Linked DNA regions of Mus musculus: all the other regions are linked to region 4. Evidence: chromatin contacts called from public HiChIP or PLAC-seq and promoter capture Hi-C data. All regions are on one chromosome and are shown on one strand. The core of a region is the stretch at or near the end of the contact, and the rest is flanking DNA. Distances in the headings are between cores, read along the strand shown. Region 1 holds the start of Anxa6 (annexin A6). Region 2 holds the start of Shroom1 (shroom family member 1). Region 3 holds the start of Septin8 (septin 8). Region 4 holds the start of P4ha2 (procollagen-proline, 2-oxoglutarate 4-dioxygenase (proline 4-hydroxylase), alpha II polypeptide). Region 5 holds the start of Ccdc69 (coiled-coil domain containing 69). Region 6 holds the start of Cdc42se2 (CDC42 small effector 2).

Region 1 (2,870 bases), core at 188-2,687, 930 kb after region 4:
AACAGCAAATAGGTTCAGTATCCCAGCAGAGAGAGGCTCACAAACAAAGGACAGGAAGTAAAGGGACATGGTGAGCGACAGTCACAGCTGCAAGGGGATGAAGGCCTTCTCCTTCCCTCCATGCCCAGCCACACCCCACTCCCAAATCTGAGAACAGTTGAATTGGCGGGGGGGGGGGGGGGGGGGGGGCACCGGAAGTGGCGGCCACCTCAGCAGACCACTATGGGGAACAAGGGCCCAGAGAGAAAAGAAGTCCTTCCAAGTGTCCCAGGCAAGCTGCAACTCATGGATATGGGAGAGGATTGCCCAGGGTCTTCCTGCAGGGCTTAGGGCCTGCAGCCAGAACATCAGGGCATACAGGGGCTGAAATAGTTCCCGGGGGATAAGAAAGGCTGGAGAGTCAAGCTATTCTGTCGGAGAGGTGGGCTCAGCAGCTTCAAGATGTGATCTGGCCAGGTGAGGTGAAATGGAGGGCAGATTCTAAGGGAACACCAGGATCCCCTACAAATCCTGGAGCCATATGCCCAAATTTGGAAGTGTCTAGTAAGACCCACCAGAGTTTAGACAAAAGGGGGTGGGGCGGGAGTGGGGCGGGGGTGGGGGGAAGCAGAAGCCAGATTCTCTCTAAAGGAGAGTTTCATCGACCACACCTGTACTCAAGATTCCCCAACCAGCAGCCAAATCAAACCCACTTTCATAGGACTGAAAGCGGGGGTTATCAACACTTGTGAGATGGGGGCTCAGAGAGGGAAAGGCGGCTGGCTCAAGGCCACACTGCAAGTTGGTGGTGGGATCTGGATTCGAGGTCAGTAGGAAGCATCTAACTAAGACCCTGAAAAACTGGGAAGGAGCCGGGTTGGCTTAGGAGAAGCAAAATTCAGAGTGGGACCTCTGCATCTTGCTAAGAGCCTCTGCGGCTCCCGGAAAGGTGAGCATCTCCGGAAAGACAGCAGGTCCTTCCTCTGACCCGCATCAGGGAGCCTTTCTCCCGGACCACACCACGAACCGTCTGGTGCTCAGCAGACTGTTCAATTCCTCAAGCTCTCCAAGTTGAGTAACTCACAGCCTCCCGCGAGGGTCACCAAGTTTTTCCACTACTTTAGACAATTAGGCTCCTGGGTCTTGGACCACACCCTCGGCGGGGCCGGGCGGGGGGCACCAGCTCCCCTCCCCCCTCAGGGTGCTGTCAACCAGCGCCAGCACTTTGGGTTCCCTCCCGGGACACACCCAGCCGCGACACCCCGGGGTGACCGCACACCAGCATGGACCCGACCAGGTCCCTTCAGTCCTGGACCCCGTGTCCCGCAGCGACTCTGCACACTCACCGCGCTAGGGAGGCCTCAGATCAGGGCGTATGGACAGACGCAGCTCGAAGCCCGTTAGCCTAGCAGCAGCCGCAGCGCAGGCTGGGCGCACGGTGGAGGGGGACACGTGGCGCGCAGGGGCCAATCGGATTCGCTCGCTGCCCGCCCCGCCCTGTCCAGCCCCACCCCGAGTGCTTCTTTTTTGGAGTTTGGGTGTCACCGGCTGCAGGGGAAGGGCATGGGGGAGGGCGCCCTCGGGGGAAACCTGCCACCTCTTACCTGGGTCGTTTCTGACCCCAGCCCTGACGTCACCTCCAGAGGGTAGGGGATTTGGCAAAGGTCACGCTGCCACCCAGAAATAGAAGTCAAATTAATGTCCTGTTCTGGACACATTCTCCAACATTCCTGCTACTCACCAAAGCTTTGTTGAGAAATTTGAAGCTTGCCAAAATTGAAGTTGAGACCTTACCTGACTGATCAGATTTCACGCCTTCCTGCCCTATCGGGTCACAGGCGTAGTCACCTACTTTGCAAGGAAGGAAAGACCAGAGAAGACCGCGCCTCGCCCAGGGTCACTCAGCTTGCAGATTGTGGGGTTGGAAATCTAATTTAGATTTGGCCTTGGGGAGTGGGTTCTGGTTGAAGAGGGAGTGATAGGAGGACCAGAAGTTGTCATCCAGGTCTGTGTGGAAAAGCGGTACAACCTCTGGAAAACAGATAGCCCAGCTTTGATAGAGAAATCTCCCTCAACCCCCAACCCCCGCCCCCACCCCGCCCCCACTGCCTGGTGGCCACAGCGGACAGCAGACTTCTGTTTGTTAATAAGTTCCTTGAGTTTCTTTAAAGGGTCATCCTCAGGAGCCAACTAGCTGCCTCAGAAGGCCAAGGTGCTTGCTGCCCTACAGGGGGCTCGCACATATTTTTTGCACTTCAATAAAGAAAATGTAATTTTTAAAAGTTAAAAGTTTAAAAAATATTATCTCCAGAATCTGTCACTCGTTCAGAGAGTAGTAAGCATCTTCCAAGATCTAGTTGGAAAATTGTCCTCCGTTTGTTTGTTGCTTGTTTGTTTTTCATTTCACCCAAAGAACACTTACTGAACCTCTGGTGCAAGCTAGAGCAAACTGAACAGGTGAGCTCTGCTGCCCAGCCCCACCCTTGGGACCTGCCAATAGACAGAGGTTTAGATTTCTCTATGGGAAGCCTGGGGCTAAGGTGGAGGAAGCACTTGGGGCAAAGCAAGTGGGGCAGTGTCACCTTCAGAACGAGAATGATGCCATTACAACTTTTGAGAGGAGCAGATTATCAGCAGAGCCTGCATCCCAGCACTGAGAGGCTGGAGCAGGAGGATCCGGAATTCAAGGTCATCACTGGCATCAAGGCCAGCCTGGGCTACACGAGACTGTCTCAGAAAACATGCAATAATAATGGTCTGGGGGTTGTGGCTCAGTTTGTAGAGTGTTTGGCATGCACGAAGCCCTGGGTTGGATAGCCAGTACCACATGAAATCAGAATTACGGGTTCATACCTGTAATCCCAGCACTCAGAAGCATCAGAAGTTCAAGG
Region 2 (3,276 bases), core at 580-3,079, 640 kb before region 4:
TCAGGACACAACCAGGACTGTCATCAGATCGGACACACACAAAACATAAACACAGTCCACAGAATGGGCAAATGATTCCATCTGGGATACTGAGTGACTTTTCTCAAACCGTTGCTTTTGCAACTAGTTTCTCTCTCCCTCTCACCAACCCCCTCCCTCTGCCTGTCTCTGTCTCTGTCTCTGTCTCTGACTCTGTCTCTGTCTCTGTCTCTGTCTCTGTCTCTTTCATTTGTATATGGTAGACTGGAGAGACAACTGAATGGTTAGGAACACTTGCTATCCCAATAGAGGATCTAGGTTTGGTTCCCAGCTTCCATGTGGCAGCTGTCTGAAACTCTAGATTCAGGCCAGCCTAGGCTATGTAAGGAGACTTACATAAAAATGAGAATCTAGATGTCTCTCCTCTTCTGTGGCTCTGTGCTTTCTGAGACTTGGGCAAGTTCTCCAGAGTCCTCAAATGGACAGACTTTTACAGAGTTGGAGTCACAGAGCTTGCTGACCATGAGACGAATGGGCAGTGGGGCAGTGGGCAAAGTGCTTGCCACTCAAACATGAGGAGCTGAGCTTGGGTCTGCAGTAGCTAAGGGAAAAGCTAGGTGCCACAGCTTACATTGTTACCCAGTGCAGGGGACATGTGGTGTGTGTGTGTGTGTGTGTGTGTGTGTGTGTGTGTGTGTGTGTGTGTGTGTAGGCAGACTCATGGAGTTGGCTGGCCAGCTAGTCTAGCCAAATTGATGACTTCTGTGTGAGACCTTGTTTCAAAAAATAAGGTGTAGAAATGATAGAATAAAATACCCAATAGTATCTGGGCAGTGTTGGCGCACACCTTTGATCCCAACACTTGGGAGGCAGAGACAGGCGGATTTCTGAGTTTGAGGCCAGCCTGGTCTACAAAGTAAGTTCCAGGATAGCCAGGGCTATACAGAGAAACCCTGTCTTGAAAAATCAAAAACGGAAAAAAAAAAAAAAAAGAAAAAGAAAAGAAAAGACCCAATCTCGAGAGGTACACATGCATACACCACACACACAGAGAATGAGGACCAGGTGGCACCGGTCATCTGAGCTGAAAAAAAGACTCCAGCACTCAGGATGTACAGACGGGAGTTTAGGAGTTCAAAGTCTTTACCAAAAGGTGAAGACCCCACTCCTAGTAGCAGATTCGAGCACATAAGTTCAGGGCTCCGTTCGGTGTGGGTCTGGTGGAGGGAGCTATGGGAAGCGAGGAGACAAAGACAGGAGAGGAGAGCCTGTGGAAAGAGTCCAGTAGGTGGCATGGTTTTGGAAATGTGGGTCTGAAGAGCAGAGTTGATCAGGTAGCCAGCCATCTAAAGCACACTCAGAGGGAGAGAGAGCATGAGGCAGGAACTCCAGGCACATCTGTTTTCATCGTGGAGTTTAAGAGAACCGGCCGGGAGAGATGGTCCAGTGGATAAATGTTCATGTCACCAAACCAGATCTTCACAGTTGGAATCTAGTACTCCACAGGGTGGAAGAAAAGTACCGACTTCTCCACAAGGGAGCTTCCCCCATTACTTACTTCCCAAATTATTAAGTAAATAAATAAATGTAATTTTTTTAAAGGTTAAAAGAAGAAGAAGAAAGGAAGGTGAGCCTTTGTTGCCTCCGGGAGGGTTTGACCTCCGCACTGAGGAGCCTGCTGGTCCATAAGTCTTGCCTGCGGATCCGGCAGTGCTTGGAGGATTTCGATCGCCCTCCGGCTCGAGTTCTCTGCGGTGGTTAGAGGTCCAGGGCCGGGGACTAGGGCCACGTACAGAATCGCAAGAGGAAGGGGCGCGGCTCCCGCAGCCCTGCCGCCACTCCAGACTCCGGCCCCTCCTCGGCCGGAGGTGGCGCCTCCCCTGCTGCGGCCGGAGACTGGAGGTGGCGTCGGGAGCTGGAGCCCAGGGCTCGGATGTCACTGAGGGATCGCCGGCGCCCTGAAGTGCGTCTCGGGCTGGAGCCACAGGTACGCAGCGGGACCGGGTGAGGGGACACACAGCGCGTGGTCCACAGATCTGCTTCCCAAAAGGGAGACAAGGACGGGAGGGTCGGGGCGGCGACAGCGGTGGCCGCGAAGCAGCCTGACTGACCGTCATTCTGTCTGGACCTTCCGACCCGGAGTCCAGACCGGCCGCGCCAGTGGAATCGGGCCCCTGCGCACCTTTACTCTCGGCCAGGCCTGGCAGGGGACAGAGCTGTCCAGGTGGCCCAGCTGTTGCAGGGACGCAATGTACACAGTGGCGTCCGTCTCAGGACCCTCTGTTCTTGAGCTTCGATTGCTGGAGAATCCGGGTCCCTCCCAATCCCCCGATCTTCCCGGACCGTGAACCCCACTGAAAAGGCCTAGAAATGCACTGATCAGAGGCCACCCGCTCTCCTAGTGTTCCAAGCGCCTCTTTCCTCACCTCTTTGTGTGGTTCTGCTGCCCCTTGTGGTCCCCAGGGCTTAGCTTTTGCCCTGGGGTATGTGCTGTACCCATGGCAGTGACCATCTTTACCTAGGTGTCATTCACCCTCTGCTTTTTCTACACCTCCTGGAACCTGCGTCTCACAGAGTCTGCCCAAGACCAGCAGAGACTGTATAACCAGCTACTATGTTGTAAAATAGATGTCTCACAGGGGTGCAATGTCACCCATAGCTTTGGAGACTAGAAAAGAGAACCAAGGAGTTTGCCTGAAAGCTCACCCATCAGACCTAGCCTGGAATGCTAGGATTTAAGATCTGAGCATTGAACCCTGAACCTCTGACTCTAAGGAGAGTCAGGGAGTGCAGTTAACAGCCCTCCAGGTACTGAGGGAAGGCTGGAGGCAAGGAAAGGCCTGCACAGGTCCTCACAGGAAGACAGATGGGAGGTGGCCCTTGAGAGGACTGTTTCATTCCCGATTAGCTCGGAGCTTGACTTTTCTCCAGTGCCTCTCCTGTTCCCTGACCTGGACTTACATGTGTTGCCTTGGTCTGGTTTTGCCCACTGAAAATTGTCTTTATCAAATTTCCCAACAAACCTTGCCTGAAGTCCCACGTCTGGTTGCTTGCCTGGGTCCACCTTCACTCGAGATTCAGCCCCCAGTGCCAGCTTCATCCTTCAGGTCTGGTGTTTCCACCCTCAAGAGCCCTAGTTCTGAGCCCCGAGCCCCCTTATTCCTTTGTCAGGTAACAAGTACCTTCCTCCACAGCCAGGATCCCAGCCTATTTTTCTAGCAGACTCTACTGCAATCCCCGCTCCGGGGACAAATGTCAAAATTCTGTGTTGTTTGTCCTGAGGCTCCAAGGCCCTGG
Region 3 (3,219 bases), core at 700-3,199, 580 kb before region 4:
GCTGTTGTAAGCTGCCCCACGATTTGGATGTTGGAAACTATGGGTCTTCTAAAAGACTGCTGAGCCGTCTCTCCATCCTTCCTCTTTTTTATTTGAGACAGGATCTGTCTGGTTGGGATTAAAGGTGAGTGCCACCACACCAAACTAAGTGGATGTTTTGAAATAACACTCGAGTGGAAATGAAAGGCCATTTAGAAGGTAGTCTAAGGCCAAGGAGGAGTGAGAAAGAAAAAGGCAGCGAGGAGAAACTTGCATGTTTCCTTGCAGCAACTGTTTCAGATGATGGAATCCTCAACCCCGCATGCTCTCCCCATGCACTCCGCATGCTCTCCCATGCACTCCCGGGGTCAGACATTAGGGCTAGAGGAGACACTAGCAAACAATGGGTTCCAATCACAATTTAAAGCCCCTTGCTTGTTTTTCTTCATTTTCAGAGACTTGAGGGACCCAGTTCTCTCCATTGTGTAGATCCCAGGGATTGAACTCAGGCCATCAGATTGGGTGGCAAGCAACTTTACCCGCTGAGCCACCTTGCTGGCTCATGGATACACGCCATCAGAAGAGTAGCTTTCATAGTAAGGTTAAGAAGCTGGGTGTGGGATGTGATTCAAACAGGAAAGTTCATCACTAATCCACCTCCCCACTCTAACCACTGTGCTGTGACCCCAGGTGTTTGTTTGCTTGTTTGTTTGGGGGGTGTCTTGTTTCTTTCTTTGGGGGGGGGTCACCAGACTGGCCTCCATTTTGTTTTATAATGGAGGATGACTAGAACTCTGAACTGTCCTGCCTCTAACTTCCAAATACTAGGATTATAAATGTGCCCCTCACATCTGGCTTATGCAGTGCTGGGGACAGAACTCAGGGCTTCCTGCACGCTAGCGAGCAAGCACTCTACCAAACTGAGCTGCACGGGGCCACATTTCTTGTCAGAGAACGTACAAGGAACAACAGCACGGTGGAGCATCCAACAAAATAAAAACACTGTTAAGAACTCCAAGATACTTCAGCTGGGTACCTTGGAGACAAGACATGGTTTGTAAAGAAAGAAGGGAAAAGCTTCTTCTCTCTTCAGAGAGAGAGAGAGAGAGAGAGAGAGAGAGAGAGAGAGAGAGAGAGACTGACTCTATGGAGGGGACAGGAAGTGTTCCACAGCACGGGGTGTGCCAAGTCCAGATGTGGTCTCCAGATACCTCCAGCAGGCATACGTTTCCACTGAGGGGAGGACAGGGTTGTTTCTCAAGAAGATATTGGGGGTGGGATGCACATTCGTGGGTAGTGGAGGGACAGAGGCAAAGTTTGCCTTACTATCAGGGAGACCTTAGGGAAAGGCAGGGAAAAGAAGACGGGGCGAGCTAGATCTTGTAGTCACTGAAAAAGTTTACGGAGCCTCTTGAGACGTTTGTGTAGGTTTTTTTTTGAGTGGTATGGTTGGCGAAGATGTGCGTACTGTGAGAACCAAGTTCCTCTCTGCATAATGCCATAACTCCAAACTCGTGGGACAAGCAGGGTGAGGATCACTAGCAGTATGCTGCGCATAGATGTCGAGTCCGCTTCCCAAACTGCATCTTTCTCCGGTTCATCATTGCGCAAGGAGCCAAAGGCTGCCTGGCAGGATGCACCGGTCCAGCCCAGGGCTCCCGCCCTAGCTCCAGCTTAGAGCATCAGGTGGGACCTATGGCACAGGCAGAAGAGGCTGAGGGATCTCTCTCGGACCTGCAGCGCATGAACCATCCGATCGGTGGTCCCAGTGCGTTTGCAGGTTCCTGTAGAGACAGTCAGCTTGGAGGCAGAACTCCCAGGGCACACGTAGCACCCCTCTGTGCTATGCACTAATCTGGCTTCCAAGGGACACTCAGCAGGCCTCGGAGAGGCCCGGGTCCCCCAGACGTGGCAGTCCGGGCCCCCCACCTCACAGACTACAAGTCCCAGCAGCACCCGCAGCTAGTACCTCCTGCCAAGCCGCGGAGACCCCCGTCGGTCCCAGCCGCGGGGAGTGCGCTGTGCTGGGGCCGAGCCGGGTAGGGAGGCCGGTCCCGCGGGCGGGGGCGGGGCCGGCTCCGCGGCTTCTCCCGCCGCCGCCGCCGCCAAGGGGAGTTTCCAGGAAGTGGCCATATTGGATCCATTCAGCCGCAGCCGCCCGGGCGGAGCGCGTCCCGCAGCCGGCTCATCCCCGCCGCGGCCCCGGCGTTCCCCGCAACCCGCCCGCCCGGTGCGCAGCTCGCCATGGCGGCCACCGACTTGGAACGCGTCTCGGTGAGGCCTGTGGCGCGCAGGGGCACGGGAGGGGGCGCGAGGCGGGCTGTCAGCACCGCGCGGCGGGGCCTCGAACCCCGGGACCCGGGAGCTAACCCCGGGAGGGTGTCTCAGAGTGTTGGGCTTCGCGCGATGTGAGCTCTTTCGCGGGAAGAAGCCAAGATCTGGGCTGATCGGGGCAGGTGTGAAGACAAGACTCGTGTCCAGAGGGGAGGATCCCGGACGCCCCCGACTCTTCTCTCCCAGGGTGTTCCTGCACCTCTGGGTACTTGCCTTTGCCGCGCAGGTGCTGTTATCTGGGTGCAAAGAGTGAGGATGGAGCCCCAGGGATCCAGGGATTTTTCTACCCCCCAGCACACACACACATTCCAGAAAGAGCTCAGGGGAGTTGCAGACTTTGGGTTGGAAGAACCCAGGCTCGCTGCTCATCTCCTCCACTGCCCTCCCGGGAACCTGGATCCTGGGTGCGACTCCAGACAGGTCCAGGGCCTCAGTGGTTGGCTCTGGCTCTGCGGCAGCCATTCCCAGGAGCTGAAGTGATTCCAGATCCAAACCATTGAGTGTTTGTTTGGGCCCCAGTCTGGACCTGCCTCTCTCTAGGCTGACGCCCCTTGGTGGTCCTAAGGGGGGTGTCTGTGGACTTGAGCCAGGCTATAGCATGCGGAGGGAGGCCTTTTGGGGGTTGTCTGCACTCTTGGTGTCTAAGGCTGGATTTGGGTGTGTCTGGGAGGCTAGGCTGTGACGGTGAAGGAAGCTGTGTCCTCTTGCCAGCATGTGAGGCCCTGGTCGACTGGAAGGGGAGGAGGGGAAGAGAGGGAGGAGGTGGAGGAGGGCCCAGGGCTGTTGGAGGGAGGGAGAATTCTGAATGTGTGACCGATAACGAATTGGTTCTGGGGCTAAATAAGGGAGCCAGGACTTATGTAATTTTGCTATAAATACTGTCATCTGAATTTATATATGCAAATT
Region 4 (2,846 bases), core at 338-2,837:
GGTTTAATTAGGGAAAGGCTGGAAGAAGTTGAGGAGGAGGGCAACCCCATAGGAAGACCAGCAGTCTCAACAAACCTGGTCTCCTGAGATCTCACAGGCACTATCCAGTCAGCACAGACTAGCGGGTCTGAGGCCCCTGACACATATTCAGCAGAGCCTGGTCTGGCCTTAGTAGACACACCTAACTCTTGAGGAGACTTGAGGCCCCAGGGAATGGGAGGCCTGGTGGAGTGTGGGGTTGTGTGGGGGTGTGGGGACATCCTCTTGGAGACAGGGGACAAGAAATGGGATGAGGAACTGTTGGCGGTGAGAATGGATGGGGGATAACAACTGGACTGTAAAAAAAAAAAAGATTAAAGATAATTTAAAAAAAAATAAAAAAGAGCATACACCATGTAAGGGTGATTTAACAACGGTAAAGCAATAAACATAATACAGTAACTGTTGGGGGCTGTTGTGGAGCTAGAAGGTCTGAGAGATAGGCCAAGAAGATGGACTTTGCTTGCTTGGTTGGCCAAGGAGAGATGCACAGTGGGTGGTAGAGTGGGGTGAGGGTTATGTTTCCATAGCCATGGATTGAAGGTATTTATAGGCCAATGGGAAAGATCCTGTGGAGAGGGGGAGGAGGAGGAGGAGGAGGAGGAGGAGGAGGAGGAGGAGGAGGAGGAGGAGGAGGAGGACCACTCCGGACAGAGAAGTGGGCGGGCATGGGGAGGATCTGAGGATCTGGGCAAACTGTACTTTCTGTGGCATAGCAGATGCAGAAAGGTTTGTGCATGGTTTCAACTGGGCTCTTGGCTGGTAGCTGCCACAGACACGGACAAGTGGCCAGGTAGTATTTTCTGAGTTGTTTCTGTGTGTCTGTCTTTCCTAGTCTGGGCCGTCTGCCTGGTCCATGCCATTATAGGGAAATCCACACCAAACTCCAGGCACAGTCCCACAGGCCGGGCATCTCCGTTCTGGGCTCTGCTCCCTGATGAGATTCTCAGACTGCTTCCCCTCATTCATGGAGAAGCAAGCTTACAGGGCAGGCGTGGGAACCTGCTCAGCTGCCAGAGCATCCTTCAGTTCAGATCGAGGTCGGTTGCTTCCCTGTCTTCTTGACTGTGTGTGTCTCAGACAGAGCTGGTTGAGGTGTCCAATCTCATTGGCCTGTGTTATAAGCCATAGGTTGGCCCTAGGATGAGATGCTCCAGGCTACGCCAACTTCTCACATTTACAGAAGAGCCGAAGCCTGGCTAGCCTGAGCCCCTCAGAGAAGCAGTTAGGCTTTGGAGATGGGTCATCTGGAGAGATGAGGTGCGCTGACATCTCAGACCCTTGTCTTTTCCCTCCCTCCACTCCCCTCCCAGGATACTCAATTCCCGATCTTAGTGACGCCAGCCTCCTGCAATTTGCCGGTGGTAATGGATGTGGGGGTGGTGGGACCACAGAGGGCTGGAGCAGGCTGGGATGGGGGCGCCGCCCCTGGTGCCGGTCCCACGCGGCGCAAGGAGGTGTGCATCGCATACGTGCAGCGCGTGGCGGCTCGGGCCTTCCCGAAGGCTCCAGTGGCTCGGAGCCAGGCCCGGGCGGGCCCGGGGGGCGGGAGGTGGGGACGTGGCGGAGGCTCAAGCGGGCGGAGACTGTGACGAGGGCGGAGCCGAGAGCGCCGGGGCGACGCCGCGGGAGGTTCTGGAAACGCCGGCTTCTGCGCGTGTTCAGGTGAGCGCGGGTCCGCAGGGTCGTCGCCGGGCTGGGCTCGGGTCCCGGTGGCCGGGCGGTGCGTTCTGCTCTGCGCGGAGCCGGGAGCTGGATCCGGGGTCCCTCAGCCCCGTGCCCCGCGTCCGGCGCCCTGATTCTGCACCCGCCTGGGTTCCTGTCCCGCCCGCGTCCCTTCCCAGGGTTAGGGCGGTGAGGTCAGCGGTGCCCTTCCTGCCGGTACTGTTAGGCCGGGCCGGACAGGACACTTGGCGGGCTCCCGGGAAGGGGCGACCTGACCCCGGGGTCGCCCCCCGATCTAAGGCGGAGGCGCCCGCCTGGCCCCGAAGGCGGCGCTGCTTAGGATGAGGAAGACCCCTGGCTCCCAACCCTGGCAAGGACCAGCTTGGTCGCTGCCAGTTTTATGGGCTCTTAAATCAGAAACTCTCCTCCTATCTGTCAGAAGACATCCTTGTCGAACCTCTGATGTTTTCCCTGAGCAGTTTCAGAGACCGGTGGCGATTGGCTGACTGATTCAACAAATAGAGCATTCTCTGTGCCTGGAGACTTTCAAGGACTGAGGCAGGCAGAAGGGAAGACTCAGAAAGTTCAGGTCCAGAGCATCAGCAAGGTAAGTACTGAGTTAGTGTGGAGTTTGGGCTGTGTGGACTTGGTAGATGTCTGGATGCTTCCGGGCAGGAGACATGGGCTGGGGTGGGAGGCTCCGGTAAACTGGATTGGTCACTTAGGAACCTGGACTGAGGAATCACCCTGAGTGGCCGCAAGCTTGGGCCAGTATCACGTCTGTGGTACAGTAGTGGAATCAAGGTAACGGAAAAGGGCCGCTTTAGGGAATAGCTGTCCAAGGGCCCCACCCACAAGCAGTGAGAGATCTGCATGAGGAAAGTCCACTGAGCCCTTGCAAGGTGAGCATGGGTCTGGGTACTTCTGTCGCAGGATTTTACTGGGAAGTACAGGTGGGTCTTCCTGTCATCTGTATTCTAATGTGTCATTTACTATGCTGAAGGAGATCATTGAATTGCCCCCTACAGCAACTCTGCTGTGCTCTCAACGCGCTAAGGAGTCTCAGTACAAGAGAATCATTGGGGAAAGGCCTCCAGCCAACTCACTCCATCCTTGCGACGTGGCTTCCCTGACTGGGCCAC
Region 5 (3,235 bases), core at 182-2,681, 980 kb after region 4:
AGGCCCTTTGAGGCAGCAAAGGTGAAGGGCTTTGCAGTTATCAAGAAGCCCTTAGAAGCCAGGTATGGTAGCCCAGGCCTATAATTTCAACATTAGGGAGGCTAAGTAAAATTGAAAGTTTGGGGCCAATCTAGGCTACATATTGAGAGCTTGTCTAAAAAATCTGAACAAAAACATCCAGCCTGCTGTGGTGGGGAGGCTGGTAATCCCAGCATTGGAGAGGCAGGTGAATTAGCAGTGCAAGGCCAGCTTTGGCTACACATTAAGTTTAGGACAGCCTGGGCTACACCAGACCCTGTCTCCAAAAGTGGGGATGGGGAGAAAAATAAAACAATGAAAAGTTAGTCCAAGTGCAGGGGAGGGTTCAGAGAACACACACACACACACACACACACACACACACACATTGACAAAGTTAGGGGTAGATAAACAGAGGTAACAGGAAGACTAATGAGCTGAAGTTCCTTGCAAAATTAATCATTTTCACAGTGGGGACTGATGAAGTTCACGGGCTGTCCATCCCCACAAGGGGTGGAGAGACTGGCAGACAGGAAAAAACGACTAGGACTCTAGAGTGCCTGTTTCCTTCTCTGGGCCCCCGGCTGTCCTCAGTGGATTTGGCCCTGAATCTAGGCTCTGACCTCCTGACGTTTCTCAGACCTCAAGGGGCAGAAACCTGAGTCAGTCTCTTGGGCTCTAACCCAGCTTCAGGGCTCTGGGGCGGGAGGGACAGGAAGGAGGAGAGAGCTGCAGGAGACTACAAATCAACTCCCACTTTGGCTCCTCCCAGCTACCCTAAGGGCAGCCCACGCACCGCTCAGTTCCCGCAGGAAGCCCTGACCCGCTTCCTAGGCTCTAAAGGGTGCAGTGATCCCAGGCGAAACTCGTTAAGAGGCAGCCTGTGTCTAGCAGCCCTTGGGCAGACCAGGGAGTTGAGGTTTCCAACAGGTCTCAGGTGATGCTGGTGCTGTCCGGCTGTGGACCTATCAGAGATTGCCGGCCTTAGACCTTAGCTCAAGGCGCAGAGAGGTTAAGAACTCTGTCCTCTACTACACAGTGACAGCCCCACACTGAAGGCCACCTGCCACGGACACACCAGTCACCTCCCCGCGGGGACAGCAGGGTCAGCTGCAGTTTGTCTGGGACTGAGTGTGTTAACTCGGCTTCTGATTGCCGGGTCGGGCGGAGACAGAGCACCCCCACCCCCGCACCCCAATCTCCATGACTGCCCCCCCCACTGCTGTCCATCTGGTGTCCTCTGCTGTCCCTCTGAGCGCCCCCCAAGCAGACCTCCGTGTGCGGGCTCCCGGTACCTTCTCTGCGCGCTTGCCGCGGCTGTGCCGGCTTTGCCTGCAGCCCATCCTGCTTCGCGCGTCCCGCTGGCTGTGACTCTCAACCGCCCGGAGCTGCAGCCGCGCCGGCTGCGCGCCTTAAATGCCGGAAGAGCAGGGCCTGCGCGGGGCCCCGGCCGAGCCGGGGCCGGGCCAGGGCAGGTGCCAGCGGCGCTCCACGCCAGAAGTACCTGAGGCCGGGGCAGGAGAGATCCCCAGGAGCCACAGATGGTTCTCAGGACCCTCTGATGAGAAAGAGCTGAGAGGGAAAAGAACGAAAACAATTAAACCAGGCGTTGTGGCACACGTCTGTAATCCCAGTTCTGAGGAGGTGGAGGCAGGAGGATCACAAGTTCGAGGACAGTCTGATATATATAGGGGGTTTAAGACCAGGCAGGGCTACATGATAACCTGTCATACAAAGGGAACGGGGTTGGAGAGAGATCTTAGCAGTTAAGAGTATTTTTCTGCCCTTCCAGGGAACTATGGTTCAACTCCAGACACCCACATCGGGTGGCTCAAAGATGCCTGTCCGGCTCCAGCACATGGGCCTTTTAACCTCTGAAGGCACTGAGGGTGAGTGCCTATAGACCCAGCACTTAGGAGGCTGAGGCTGGAGTTTCAGGAAGAGGCTACAGAGTAAGTAAGAGCTTATCTCAAAAACAAAACTAACCAAGCAAGCAACCAAAAGAACAAGCCAGCTGCAGGCTCAGTGGGAAAGGCAGTTGCCTGTGATGCCGACTTGAGCTCCATCCCCAGGCCCCACTTGGTGGAAGGAGAAAAGGAACATGCATGCCAAGGCTCACACACTGCATTACCCATTCATAACTAAATCTACATTTCCTGAGCTGAAAAGGCCAATCAATTTGCAGTTCCAGGAGCCTGAGGCAAAAGGACAACCACAAGTTGGAGGTCAGTCTAGGCTACAGAGTGAGCCCTTGTCTCAAAAGAAAATGAATTAAAATTATCTCAGTGAGTAAAGGTGCTTGCTACTAAGCTGATGACCTAAATTCAATTCCCAGGAAAAAGAGAGCCAACTCCTGAAATTTGTCCTCTGATCTCCATATGTAGGCCATGTGCACACATGTGTGCACACACACTCACTCTCCCCTCTTCAATAAACAAATGAATAAATGAAATAAAAGTATACTTCAGAGAGGGACAATGCTGGTAGCAAGGCCCAGAGCCCAGGTCAAATGCTCCCCCAAACCTGGCTTTTGTAACACCCCTGCAAATAAATGACACCCACTTTCATTGTAAGCTTTCCACAAGGCTGGGCCAATAGCTTTCCCCAGCTCACAAGATCTGTGTGACATAGTCTTCTCTCCTCAGGACAGACACTGCAAGCTTGCCAGATGCAGTGGGAATGGGGACAATAGGGTCAGAATCTAGGACAAGAGACTCCTTTCTATCTTCTTGGAGTGCTCACTGGGAGCTGCACGTGGGAAGGCGATAACAGCTTTGAAAGTCAGCGCTCCAGAGTACTGGGCACAGGTTAGAAAATCCGTGTCAGGGTCACAAACTCTCTGAAAGTTGTATTGAAGAAAGAGACCCAGTGCAATGAATAACACATTCAAGGCAATGACCCTCCAAAGAGCAGAAAACAATATTGAGCTGGGCATGAGGGCTTATATTTGTAGTTCAAACAGCAAGAAAGCTGAAGCAGGGGGTCACTGTGAGTTCCAGGCAAGCCTGGACTACATAATGAAACCCTGTGTCTTAGTCACTGTTTTATTGTTATGAAGAGGCACTATGAGTAAGGCAACTCTTAAAAACAGAAAGCATTTAACTGGGGGGTGGGGTGGGGTGGGCTTCTTACAGTTTCAGGAGCTTAGTCCATTATCATGGCAGGGAGCATTTAAAGGCACTGGAGCGATAGCTGAGAGTGTTACATCCTGATGGAC
Region 6 (3,269 bases), core at 648-3,147, 690 kb after region 4:
GATAAGCAGCAAGTGCTGGTTTAACCACAGAGCAGAGATTTTTTTTTTTAATACAGAAAATGTTATTACAAAGATTATTACTGAAACAGAACTGGAATCACACTATCAATAAAAACACTGCATCAAAATCTAGTTCAGGAGAAAAATAAAACACCATCTTGTTGAAACCATTCTTCCTGTCGCTTTAAAACCTACTGGGATTTTTATTAAGCTGACAAATGAAACCATAACCCAATAATCGTGGCCTTAAAAAGTTACTCATTAACTTTTAAGTAGGATGCTATGAATGAACACTTCCTGAAGTTCACCAGCCATTTTTCCAAGTGAAGTAGCCCTAGGGGTCTGGGGAGGTCCTTACTTGCTACATCGATACTACATAATGAACTTCATGCTCAAGCTTAAGAGAGAAACATTTCCAGGTTTTGTTCCCTTCCACAAACAGAATTCAAAAATCTCTCTGTGCTTAATATGTGTCTAATGAGTATGCTGGGTAAACTGTGATGTTTAACCACCAAGGCGACATTAGATCCCCTCCCCTAAAGTTCAGAGCTCTCTCTCCCTGGCTCATAGAGATCCAAGACTGACCATGCCACAGTCCCTCCAAAGCCCACACACATCTTTACTCCTACTACATAGAAAGCTAGACCTCAAAATGCACCCCAAACATCTTTCTCAATTATTTTCAAAGAAAAGGAGAAATCAGGCCTGCTGAGAAACAGAAATCTGTAAGCCAACTTCTCTCAAAAATTTCACATCTCAAAGGTACTATCTGCTATGCTGGCTGGCAATAATGACCAACTAATTATTAATAGTTTACATGGGGATGGGGGACAGAAACTTGCTAGGCATTCTTTCCAATAGTCCTTTATCTGAGTCAAGAAGCTATGTGCCTCATCTTACTAGTAGGAACAGTTCTGTGTGGTGTTTTAAGATTCATTCATTATATCAATATTTTACTAAGCAAGGGTCCTTTAAGAGCATTTAATTTTCTTTCTTTCTTTCTTCCCCCCCCCCCCTCTTTTTGTGGCGGGTGGGAGTACTGGGGAACTGAACTACTCTGGGCCGCCTCCTACATGCAAGGCAAGTTCCCTACCACTGAGCTGTACTCCCAGGCCCAGAACGTCTCAGTGCTGCGCTCTGCACATCACTACCAAACTCCTCCAGGAAAGCTCGGCAGTAGCAATCACTGCCGCTAAAACGGAATTCCCAGGGTTGCCTGAAATCAGCCGGCACCGGGCTGCTCCTCAGCTCGAAATGCGGACGTCAGCGAGCCGCTACCTACCACACCCGTTAGTAATGCTCACCACCGTGGCCGCGAGCTCCCGGTGCAACAACCTGTAAGAGTCGCCGCAGCGACTGCGAGGCAGTGGCCCGGCTTCCTCTCTCGGGGTCCCAGGCAGGCCGGGCGGGAGTCGGGGTTCGGGAGCCCAGCCGCTCCGCGCCGGTCCAGACTGGCGGGGCTGCGGACTGGGGGAGGGGTCCGTAGCGCCTCCCCCATCGGGAAGGTGCAGGCTACGGTGAAAGCTGGCCTCACGGAGAATGAAGAGAACCATACGCCGGTCCTCGCGTGAGGACCTCGCCCAGACTGGAAAATGGAGCCGCCGCAGCCTCAGTCAGTCCGCAGCCCCAGTCTGCTGCCCCAGTCCGCAGCGCGGAGAGGCCCGGGCCGCGCTCGCCCTCAACCTTCCGAGTGGCGACCCTACACTTGGCGCCTCGGGCGGCGGGGCCAACGTGGGGCCCTCTCCCTCACTCACCGTCGCCTTTGTCTCCGCCGCCTGCTCCAGCCGCGCGGCTCCGAGCGCCGGCTCCGAAGCTTCCAGGATCTCCACACACCAAGCAGCTGCGCTCCCCGCTTCGGGCTCCGCCCTCCCGCCTAGGCTCTGGCGCGCAGAGGCGGAGCCACAAGCGGTGTGTGCGGCTGCGCGGCTACGCCCCCACTACAAGGACACGCCCTGTCCCCCCCCAGTAGGCGGGCTGGTAGCTGTGAGGCCCCGCCCAGTGAGGGAGTGGCGAGACCTAGGGGATGCTAGGCGCGCAAAGAGTGACCGCTGGGTGGGCTACGGGGAAGATGGATGCCGCTGCCTCGCGCCACAGCACCTTCCTGTCCGGATCCAGCCGTAGACGTGCCCGGGCGAGCAAGGCGCTGCTAGGCAGAGCTGGCCAGCACCAGATGTCTCTCACGCTCAGATCACGTTACTTTCAAGGAATCAGAATCACTGACTCATTGGAGAGTCAAGAATATCTACCTGGCATTTGAAAAGTTCGTCTCTGTGACTTCTTGTGGGATCGTTTTTTTTTTTGGTTTTTTTTTTTTTTTTTTTTTTTTGGTTTTGCTTTGACGTTGTTTGAGGGAGGGCCTTTTTGTAGCCCCAGAGTGGCCTCAAACTCACTATATAGGTAAGGATGGCCTGGATCTTGTGATCCTCCTGCCTCCGTCTCCCAAGCGCTGGGATTACTAGTGTATGTCACAAGCTTAAGGACTTTTGGAGTAGAACCCTGGCTGACCTGGAACTCACAGCAGTCCTCCTGCCTCAGCCACCACATTTTATGACTACATTAACTTTACACTTTAGGCACCCAGAAGCAAGAAACAAATGGACGCCTTCCCACTGAAATCTAGCCACACATACTCAGACAGGGAGCTGCATGACCATCACTATTGATAGGAAATTTCTAGCTTGTTCAGTGACAAAACTGGAGTACTCCTTGGTTCCTCTTATTCTCAATTTCACATCCATTCTGTCCATAAGGGTAATTGGCGTGGTTCTACATTCAAACAAAAAGAAAATCAGACTGTTCATCTACATTGTTTCTGTCATCCGTGGTCCCAGTCACACTTCAGTGGCTTTCTTAAATGACCTCCCTGACCACCATCAACAAACTGTGTTGTCAAAACAAGAGGGAGAATATCCTCCCGCAAGGAGAGTCAGCTCATGTCTCATCCGATCAAAATCCACCAGTGTTCCCGTTACTGTAGAAGATAACATCTTTACAATGGCTGACAAAGCCTCTGAGATTTTTTTTTTTCCCTATAGGTCTCAGAATTCATCTCCAGTCTCACTGGTGCTTGCAATGTCCAGTCTATACTCAGGGACTAGGACATTCTCTAATGTCTGCCTTCTCCCCTCAACTCCACTCAGATCTTCTTTAACAATGATGCGTAGCCTAAACCCACTTCTTTACATTGCTACAGGCTCAATCCTTCCCCCATCTATCTGCCCTTGTTCTCCTGTTCCCAGAACAGTCTGCACAATTTATTCTGTTAATTT

What was found. Promoter capture Hi-C pulls out the DNA fragments that hold promoters and counts their contacts. HiChIP or PLAC-seq counts read pairs in DNA pulled down with a chosen protein or histone mark. Capture Hi-C pulls out chosen DNA fragments and counts their contacts.
Region 1: a promoter capture Hi-C map of neural stem cells shows a contact between it and region 4. The contact joins the promoter of Anxa6 here to the promoter of P4ha2 in region 4. A contact is called at or near these places in 3 of 39 promoter capture datasets (liver, maxillary cranial neural crest and neural stem cells).
Region 2: a promoter capture Hi-C map of 3T3-L1-derived adipocytes shows a contact between it and region 4, with 4 times the contacts expected there. The contact joins the promoter of Shroom1 here to the promoter of P4ha2 in region 4. A contact is called at or near these places in 6 of 39 promoter capture datasets (3T3-L1-derived adipocytes, cranial neural crest, hippocampal neurons and 3 more), 1 of 484 Hi-C or Micro-C datasets (cerebellum) and 1 of 9 other capture datasets (embryonic stem cells).
Region 3: a promoter capture Hi-C map of liver shows a contact between it and region 4, with 2.0 times the contacts expected there. The contact joins the promoter of Septin8 here to the promoter of P4ha2 in region 4. A contact is called at or near these places in 1 of 39 promoter capture datasets (liver) and 2 of 9 other capture datasets (embryonic stem cells and liver).
Region 5: a contact with region 4 is called in a promoter capture Hi-C map of liver, with 2.4 times the contacts expected there. The contact joins the promoter of Ccdc69 here to the promoter of P4ha2 in region 4. A contact is called at or near these places in 6 of 39 promoter capture datasets (embryonic stem cells, hippocampal neurons, liver and 2 more).
Region 6: an H3K27ac HiChIP or PLAC-seq map of extraembryonic endoderm stem cells shows a contact between it and region 4, with 2.7 times the contacts expected there. The contact joins the promoter of Cdc42se2 here to the promoter of P4ha2 in region 4. A contact is called at or near these places in 1 of 484 Hi-C or Micro-C datasets (embryonic stem cells) and 2 of 115 datasets of contacts at active chromatin or transcription factors (craniofacial prominence and extraembryonic endoderm stem cells).

Annotation. Positions count from the first base shown.
Region 1 is chr11:55,032,034-55,034,903 of GRCm38.p6, forward strand. Anxa6 (annexin A6) reads right to left here and starts at 1,438. Exons shown (of 26, transcript NM_013472.5): 1 at 1,326-1,438.
Region 2 is chr11:53,455,376-53,458,651 of GRCm38.p6, forward strand. It overlaps Shroom1 (shroom family member 1), which reads left to right and starts at 1,830. Exons shown (of 8, transcript NM_027917.3): 1 at 1,830-1,966.
Region 3 is chr11:53,517,787-53,521,005 of GRCm38.p6, forward strand. Septin8 (septin 8) reads left to right here and starts at 1,950. Exons shown (of 10, transcript NM_001347496.1): 1 at 1,950-2,253. The coding sequence starts at 2,224.
Region 4 is chr11:54,099,337-54,102,182 of GRCm38.p6, forward strand. It overlaps P4ha2 (procollagen-proline, 2-oxoglutarate 4-dioxygenase (proline 4-hydroxylase), alpha II polypeptide), which reads left to right and starts at 1,588. Exons shown (of 16, transcript NM_001136076.2): 1 at 1,588-1,704; 2 at 2,184-2,311.
Region 5 is chr11:55,076,700-55,079,934 of GRCm38.p6, forward strand. Ccdc69 (coiled-coil domain containing 69) reads right to left here and starts at 1,432. Exons shown (of 7, transcript NM_177471.4): 1 at 1,314-1,432. The coding sequence starts at 1,361.
Region 6 is chr11:54,785,806-54,789,074 of GRCm38.p6, forward strand. Cdc42se2 (CDC42 small effector 2) reads right to left here and starts at 1,898. Exons shown (of 6, transcript NM_178626.3): 1 at 1,755-1,898.